Regions from separate parts of the Mus musculus genome. Here all the other regions are linked to region 3. The links are chromatin contacts, called in public Hi-C maps. All regions are on one chromosome and are shown on one strand. The core of a region is the stretch at or near the end of the contact, and the rest is flanking DNA. Distances in the headings are between cores, read along the strand shown.

The links. Hi-C and Micro-C count contacts between places; a contact is called where the count stands out from the background.
Region 1: a contact with region 3 is called in a Hi-C map of muscle stem cells, with 6 times the contacts expected there. The contact joins the promoter of Ubfd1 here to the promoter of Gtf3c1 in region 3. A contact is called at or near these places in 1 of 39 promoter capture datasets (cranial neural crest) and 1 of 484 Hi-C or Micro-C datasets (muscle stem cells).
Region 2: a contact with region 3 is called in a Hi-C map of CD8 T cells, with 4 times the contacts expected there. The contact joins the promoter of Ate1 here to the promoter of Gtf3c1 in region 3. A contact is called at or near these places in 4 of 484 Hi-C or Micro-C datasets (B cells, CD4 T cells, CD8 T cells and 1 more).

Annotation. Positions count from the first base shown.
Region 1 is chr7:122,065,754-122,068,453 of GRCm38.p6, forward strand. It overlaps Ubfd1 (ubiquitin family domain containing 1), which reads left to right and starts at 1,445. Exons shown (of 7, transcript NM_138589.2): 1 at 1,445-1,731; 2 at 1,911-2,240. The coding sequence starts at 1,530. Ears2 (glutamyl-tRNA synthetase 2, mitochondrial) reads right to left here and starts at 1,333. Exons shown (of 9, transcript NM_026140.3): 1 at 1,152-1,333. The coding sequence starts at 1,290.
Region 2 is chr7:130,518,199-130,520,898 of GRCm38.p6, forward strand. Ate1 (arginyltransferase 1) reads right to left here and starts at 1,382. Exons shown (of 12, transcript NM_013799.3): 1 at 1,158-1,382. The coding sequence starts at 1,263. It overlaps Gm4275 (putative uncharacterized protein ZNRD1-AS1), which reads left to right and starts at 1,393. Exons shown (of 4, transcript XR_869987.2): 1 at 1,393-1,647.
Region 3 is chr7:125,706,243-125,708,942 of GRCm38.p6, forward strand. It overlaps Gtf3c1 (general transcription factor III C 1), which reads right to left and starts at 1,446. Exons shown (of 37, transcript NM_207239.1): 1 at 1,215-1,446. The coding sequence starts at 1,435. It overlaps D430042O09Rik (RIKEN cDNA D430042O09 gene), which reads left to right and starts at 1,628. Exons shown (of 28, transcript NM_001081022.2): 1 at 1,628-1,706. The coding sequence starts at 1,700.

The sequences.
Region 1 (2,700 bases), core at 195-2,694, 3.6 Mb before region 3:
AGCAAAGAAATGAAAACAGTAATTGTAGTAGAGGCAGTGCTTGCTAAGTGCCTCTGCTGTACTGGCTCAAACCCGTCAGACAGGCACTATTATTAGCCCTACTTGACAAATCACAAAATTGGGACATAAACAGAGCAAATAATTCTGCCAAAGCAACACATCTAGGGATTGGCAAAGACAAAAATATAGATGCAGAAAATGCCAGGCCTTGGATGCCTGCATAAGTGCTTCTTCCAACAAGGTGAGTATCCCAGTTCATGTTGACCATAGGTAAACACAGACACTGTGATACTTAGATACTTGCAGTCATTTGATAAGCTATTTTACATCACTGAGACTAACAAAAAGAAAGATGATTTTGTTCTCTCGGTTTTGAGACACTCATTTTCTCCCTAGCAGTTTCGTTTATATCAGTCTTAAAAACAGATTCACAACAGTTAACTATGAACCAGGGCTTCTACCACATATCGAAGTTCCACAATCTACATTGCCTGCCTGGAGGTAATGCGTTCTTCCTGTGCAGCTGAGACTCAGAAATATCTTTTCCTGCTGACCCTAGACCTAGAATGAACGGTTGCTCAGTGTGAACAGGGTAGAAGGTGGCTTGAACTAAAGGTTGGGAATTTGTGGGAAGGGAGGAGACACAGAATTCCTAGCAAGATATACATGGGCCTCTGTTTTCTTCTGACTTGCTAAGCTGCCAGCAAACTCAGGCTTTTGTGCATGTCGTTTCCTCTTAGGCTTCAAGCGGGTCTTCTTGACACTTGTTCTCAACTCAAATGTTACCTCTTCAGCAATACCTTCTAGGGCGCCCTATCCCGCTTCACTGCCAAAATGGACACATATGACTCTAGGATTTGTCGGTTTCTTCAAAGCCAGAACCCTGACTTTTCAATGACCACTGCATTATAGCGCATAGGCCTTGGCATAAAGTCTATACGCTCTGCACACAGCGTGCAATAAGAAAGGACAGAGACAATACAACAAGGAAACTTCTAGCAATCTCAATCACTTCAAATCCTAGCCCTCCACCTCCGTCTCTTTAAAACGGGGTCGCGCAGACAACCCCGGAAGGGACTGTTTCTGGAACTTTCGGGGGCGGGGACGGGAAGGTGGGCTGCGGCGAGCGGCGTCACGTCCGTTAGGATTACCTGTGGGGCTGGGAGCGAAGCGCACTCGCACCGGGGCCCCGGGATCTGGGCCCAGACTGGCCTCGCGCCGCCCCACGCGGTGCCCGAGGGCCACCACGTGCGGCTCGGCCAGCAGAAGCCTCTTGAGGGGCGCCGCCATGTGGACTAGAAACACACACGTGGGCTCCTTCGCGCGTCACTTCCGCTCGGCGGGGGGGAAAAAAATCACTCCAACCAATCAACTTTCGCCACAGCGAGCGCGGCCCTGCCACTTAAAGGCGTAAGCCGCCTATCTGGGCTGCTCACGCCCCTCTGGACTAGGGCGGCGATGCGCCGCCGCTCGGGGACCGAGCGCTGCGAGCAGGCGATCTCCCAGACCCGCCCCCTCCGGCTGCGGGAATGCTAAAGCGTGGCAGGGGCCGGCCCGGGAAGCGGAGGAGGCGGGTCTCCATAGAAACCTCCACCTGTTTCCGGCCAGCCTGTGTGAAATTAGGGGCTGGTGCGGGGGCCAATCTCCGCCAGCTCGCTTCTTCCCGGCGGCCCCTGCGGTCGTGGTGGGTGTTGTACACAATCATCATGGCGGCGGCCGGAGCCCCGGATGGTGAGTGTGGCGGGGAAGGCGGTCGGTCGGCGGCTGAAGAGCTTGCGGACGCTGCCGGGGTCGTGGGACCGGGCCTGGCCCCGGAGGGAGGAGCGTGGCGCGGCAACGACGGTGCCCGGGCCCGTTCTCGTCGCAGGCCGGGCTCGTGGCGAGCACCCACCCCCCTAACCCCTTTGCAGGCATGGAGGAGCCAGGCATGGACACGGAGGCCGAGGCTGTGGCCACCGAGGCGCCCGCACGGCCCCTCAACTGCGTGGAGGCCGAAGCAGCCGTAGGGGCAGCGGCGGAGGACTCCTGCGACGCGCGAGGCAACCTGCAGCCGGCCCCGGCCCAGCCCCCTGGGGACCCTGCGGCCCAGGCCTCGGTCAGCAACGGCGAGGACGCGGGCGGCGGTGTGGGCAAGGAGCTGGTGGATCTGAAGATAATCTGGAACAAGACCAAACACGACGTGAAGGTCCCTCTGGACAGCACGGGGTCCGAGCTAAAGCAGAAGATTCACTCCATTACAGGTATTCGAGGAGCTGACACCCGACTGCTTCTACCCACGACCTACCTTCTAGCTCTTGATGCTTACGTCGTGCTAAACTGTTAGCGATTTTCTTGCGCCTAGACTCCCGCTATCCTCACTGCAGTTTTCTGAAATCAGTACTTGTATGTCCATTAGTAATCAGAGAGGGAAAATTAGGCCCAGAATGATAGTGGTACCACCAAGTGGTGGAGTGAGATGCAAGCCTGAATCTTGAGTATTAAGGCTCACCCTTCTAACTAATGTTGGACTGTCATTGCTAGGCGCGGTATTTATGAACTTTACAGGAGATTCTGAACAGGTCCAGTATTTAGCCACGGATTTATTTTCAGCAGACAGATCAGTTTCATAAGGGAAGTTCATGAAACAGTGTTATCAACTGTCCTAATGGCCCTTTATAAATATTCATACATGGCCGTTTTATTTGTTTTGGTTTGCTACTT
Region 2 (2,700 bases), core at 132-2,631, 4.8 Mb after region 3:
GGTAGGGGTAGTAAGGTCCTCCCTATTAAAATATGTTTCAGTCACATAATACTGGCAAATATTATAGTCAGAATATAAAAATTCTGAAAAAGAATAGTATCTCTATCACTCAAAGTGAGCCACTGTCATTTGATGTGCTTTCTTGGCCTTATTTGGGCTTTATTGGACCGTATTCCTCTCAGCTGTCACGTGTACTCGGCTGTCATCTGCATCCTGTTTATTTAACCCTATGCTCCAAGCGTTTTTTTCACTTAACTGGTCTTCGTAATCCGTGCATCTAACGATTGTATAACTGTCTACCCAAGGCCGCGGTTCACCTAATAATACACTTTCTCCTAATAAACACTTTTAATGCATCCATAAACCAAAATCCCGTGCACAGCCAAACCACTAAACTGTCTTTCAAAACGGGTAAATCTCTAACCTAAATTTATAGTCAAGTTACCTTGCTTCCACCTGCAGGATTATTCTAAACCATCCATCCTAGATTCTGTATTTGCCGATCATGACACGGCAGACAATAAGTACATATTCGGCTTACAAACAAATCTTCCGTAAGAAACCTGAATCCTAGCCCGGTGGTGATGCACACCTTTGATCCCAGACCCTCGGGAGGCAGGGGCAGGCGGATCTCTGAATTCCAGGCCAGCCTGGTCTACAGAGTGGATTCCAGGACAGCCAGAGCTACACAGAAAACGTTTGTCTCGAAAAGCCAGAAAAATAAAATAAAATAAAAAGAAAAGAAACCTAAAGCCTGAAGGAACACCGTTATTACGGTCTTCAAGATGGATTGGCACAATGACATGGTATAAATCCCTGATTTAAAAAAAAAGTCGAGCAGGTATTTTATCAAAATATCAAGCCGATCTCGGTTTCCAGTACGTTCTCCCAGACACTTTCTCCAAAATGACAGCGAACAGGTGTGCACGCACACGCCCCTCTACACATGCAGCAGGGGGCCTCGGCTGCCGCGGGGATGGATGCAGGGCGGCCGTCAGCTCCCAGGAGCCTCCCCATCTCCCTTCCCGTCTCCCAGAGCAGCCGCTGAGGGAGCAAGGGTGGAGGACACCCGGCTCTTCACGACGCTCCCCCAGGCTGCGGCCACCCAAGACCCTCACAGAGCCCGAAGCACACGCCCGCCGGCCGAGCTCGCTCACCATAGGAGCGACTGCCCAACTTGTTCTTGCAGTAGCCACACTGGAAGGAGGTCTGGCCCTCAAAATACTCTACAAGGCTAGGTGAAGGCGCGCTCCAAGAAGCCATGTCCGCGACCCCGCCGCCGCTGCGCCACCCAGTCCTACGCAGCCGCCGCTACCGCCGCCTTCGCCTCCACCACCCCACAATGCAACGCGCGCGCCTCCGAAGATCGCGCGAAGCCACTCGAGTGCTCCCGGGCTGGAAGGACCGGACGCCCTACGTCACTGACGCCGCCCGCGCCATGTTGACTGCGGGCAGCCGTCCGCTAGTTCCGTTCCTCCTCTGTGAGGGGCGGCTACCCCCTAGGGAGGGCGAGGGCGGGAAGACCGGGATGGAAAGGAAGCCGGCTGAGGAGAGACCAATGGGACCGGGAAGCTGGAGTCGGGTGACCAACGGCCTCAACCCGCGCGGCAGGCCTGCCAGGACGTAGCGAGAGCCTGGCTGAAGCCGGTAAAGGCGACCTGGACGGCGGGACACTCACCACACGACGTCTTGCCCTCCCTGGACTCGCAGTAGCCGCAGTAGTAGCCGGCCTTCAGGCCCTTGTATTCCACCACCGAGGCCATGGCCGCCGCTGTGGGCTTGAGGAGCGGCCACGCCTCTCAGCGCGGGGAACCTCGGGGAAGGGCCGAGAGCGCGGGGGTTGCCGGGTTCGCGGCTCTCCGCCGATCCCCGGTCAGGCCACTGGCCGCCAGCCTGGGTTGCAGGGGTGCGTCTCGGAACCCAGTGTTTAGTGGCCAGCAGGTTACTTGTCCAGTCAACAGCAGTCCTTGTCACTGACGCGATCTCTCAGCCCGCTTTACAGATAGGGAAACTGAGGCTCCAGGTTGGGATTCACCCGGTCATTTGCGCTCTGTAGTTGAAGGTTAACCTCGAGTTCTGCGCCTGACCACCTGTGAGGAACGAGGAGCCGGAGCTGGCTTGATAGAGAGGGATCTAGAATCCAAACAACTCTGCTAGAGCGGAATGTCCAATGACGAAGCGACACTTTCCTCTTTTAAAGGGAGTTTTAAATATCACTCAAAAAGAATTTTTAACTCTTCAGGCTGAACATTTACATAATCTGAATTCACTCCATGGGTCTCCAATTTGCAAAGAACGTGTTTTAGGGAATGAGGTTGTGAGGCAAAGTGTAAAAATAAAGGCATGCTCCTACCAAGATAATATTCCTTAGCTTTCTCCTCTGCGTACACAGATGTTTAAGTCTGTCTGGCATAATTTCCATAGTCGACAATATGGTGAATTCCTTTTTGCAGTGTCTAGAAAGTGCAATCAGGAAACTTTTTTTTTTAATTATGTTTGTGGGTGTTTAGCCTGCAAGTAGATATGTGTACAACCTTCATCCAATGCTGGAGGCATCCAGAAGGCATTGTAGACCCTGAAACCTTGACGGGCAGACAATTCTGAGCCACTCATGTAAGATTGAAAGGATGGAAAAATACAGCCTCAACTCCAGCCTCCTAAGAAGCCCTAAATACCACAAATTCCAGACCCTGCTCCCTG
Region 3 (2,700 bases), core at 196-2,695:
GTTTAGTCAAGGGCAGAGTAGATCCTGGACCTAAATTTCCTGGAATCCTAGTGGATGCCCACTTCACCCCCTGAGCCTCCTCTTCAGGGTGTTGTAAAACTTTCCACGCTCCCTGCTTCCAAGCGTACTCTTCAGGCGCACGCAGTTCACTTCTCTCCCGTTAAGCTATTCTACTTGGTGTTGCTTGTTCAGAGCACTCTGCCAAGTGGCCGCCTAAATCTAAACTTATCTGGTTCATTATTACCTCTAGAACCTCCTCTGACCTTCATAATATAGCTTAAGAGTTCCAACTTGCAGGGCATGGTAGGGCATGCCTGTAACCCAAGTGCTAGAGTGCAGAGGCAAGCGGGTATGATATGAAATCACACTGAACTGTATTGTCAGCTCTTTCTTCTTTTTTTTTTCTTTTTTTCTCTTTTCTTTTTTTTTTTTGGTTTTTCGAGACAGGGTTTCTCTGTGTAGCCTTGGCCTCGAACTCAGAAATCCGCCTGCCTCTGCCTCGCAAGTGCTGGGATTAAAGGCGTGTAACACCAAGACCAGCTCGTCAGCCCTTTCTTAACAAAAACTTGTACAGGGGAGTAAGGGGTGGGCTGAGGCTAAGGGCAGAGCATGCAAGGAGCTGGATTCTGCTCCTGGAGAAGGACAGATAGGAGAAGGGAAAAGTGCATTTAGCAATCCCTGAATCCTGTACTTAACCTAAGGTTAATCCCTTAACCTCTCGGCGTCAGTTTCCTCCTCTGTAAAATGAAAAGACAATAGTGTCTCGCTCAGTGTCGCGGAACTGAGTTCTGTCGCTTCCAGAACTGGGTCTTGGAACCCACCTATGGGAAGCGCCCAGTCCACCTCGGCTACTCTTTCACTGCTATTCGGGGCTATGCAGACCTCCAGTGAGCTGCCTTAGCTTTCGGAACGAACGCTCCCTAAAGGTCCCTGAAGGACCTCACCTAGTCCCACTTTTTAACCACTTTCCTACTCCCGTCCTATCACCCAACTTAAAGGAACTCTTTAGACTCGCTCCTTTAACACACTGGGAAACAGTTCCGTCACAGCGGATACCCCATCCCCCAGCTCATCTACTCCGGCCTGCTAGGGCGCAGAGCTCAGGTTTGCTCGCCTCCCGCGCCCATCCCCCACGTCCCACGGTCCCCGTTCTGCATCGCACCATCCTGCCCCGCTCCAGGCTCTCAGCCCTCGCCCCACCCCTGGTGGCTGACCGGTCTTGGAGCTGCAGGTCAGGTCTCTCTCGCGGCTCCTCGTAGAAACTGATGCCCGGGTGCGTGGCTAAAGCCCGCCACAAAAACTCCTGCGTGTAGGGTTCCAGAGGCAATGGGAAGGCAGGCGAGCGGGATTCCAGGCGGCTCCACAGCGCGGGCAGGCACAGGCCGTCGAGCCCCTCCAGGGCCACCTCGTCCAACAACGACTCGAGCGCGTCCATGGCCGCTTCAGTTAGCAGCGCCCGGGGCGCCTGCGCACCTCGCCGCCGAGGCCAGGGCCCAATGCGCCTGCGTACAGCGATCCGAGGCCTAGGGAGGACTGATGGGGAGTCCCAGCGCTCCGCCGTGACGTCACGCTACCCGAGGGCGGGCTCAATGATCAGAGTTCCTCCTCCATTGGTCCGGAACCCCGTAGTAACCAGGGGAACTGCAAACACTGTCAGGGCCGCTTCCGGTTCGGGAGGCCGGAACCGCCGCCTCTAGGGATGGACGGTTAGTGTCCGTGGGCCCCGCCGGGAGGTTGGGCGGCCGTCCCTCATCCCTCGGAGGTGTCTCAGGGAGGAACGCCTAGCCACAGGGACCCCGGCCCAGGATGGTGTCCAGCCTGAGGGGAAGGTTCTGGCGGTGCGGGATGGGGACCACGGCTGGGAGTGGTTTTGTAGGAGTCCCTCTCTCAGACTTAGGGAGGGGGGACGGGGAAGAGATTGGCGCGGGGGAGGCGTGAGGAGGATTGCGGGGGTCCTGGGATGGGCGATGGGAATGTCGAAGTTGGTTGGCGGTAAGCGTGTCCCTTGGGAGTACGTTTGTCAGCTCCTGGCATCAGGAGTGGAGGGAAAGGGCTGGGAAGAGTTTTATGTGCTTCGGTATTGTTGATAACTCACGTGAACTGAGTACTGTTCGGTGCCAGGGTTTCTGTAGCTACTGACAAGTGCAAACGTTTCACAGCAGTCCTTTGGGATAGTCACTTATTTTACAGGCGAGGGAGCTGAGGCTCAGACAAGGCAGGCCACTTTGCCTGGCCAAAGTCAAATAGCTAATCAAGAGACAGCATGAGTAAGACTCCTGGACGATGGGAGTTTAAAATCTGAAAAAAAAAAATATTTTAGAAGCCTTCCATTCCAGAGCTTGCCAGTGCACATGTCTACGGGAGCAAGTTTGGTGGGCTGTGACTGATAAACCAGTTGCCAATCTGTACAGAAGCAGATTGTTTTTAGGAGCAAGTCTCAAACTATGATAGCCAGTTAGTTAGTCAGTCGTAAGGCTAAAGGCAGCCTGGTTAGAATCACTGTGGACACTCAGGCGCTCCCTGGGAATAGCTGTTCTGATATCCAGCTTTTCAGATGGGAACACTGATGTCTGAGGAGACTGGAAGGGTCTGTGCTGCTTCACAGTTCATTACTGCCCCTTCCTTCTGCATTGCTGTGAAAGCCAGTGGATGTAGCATGGAAAGACATGTTACCATCGAATGTGTTACATCTGCTTAAAG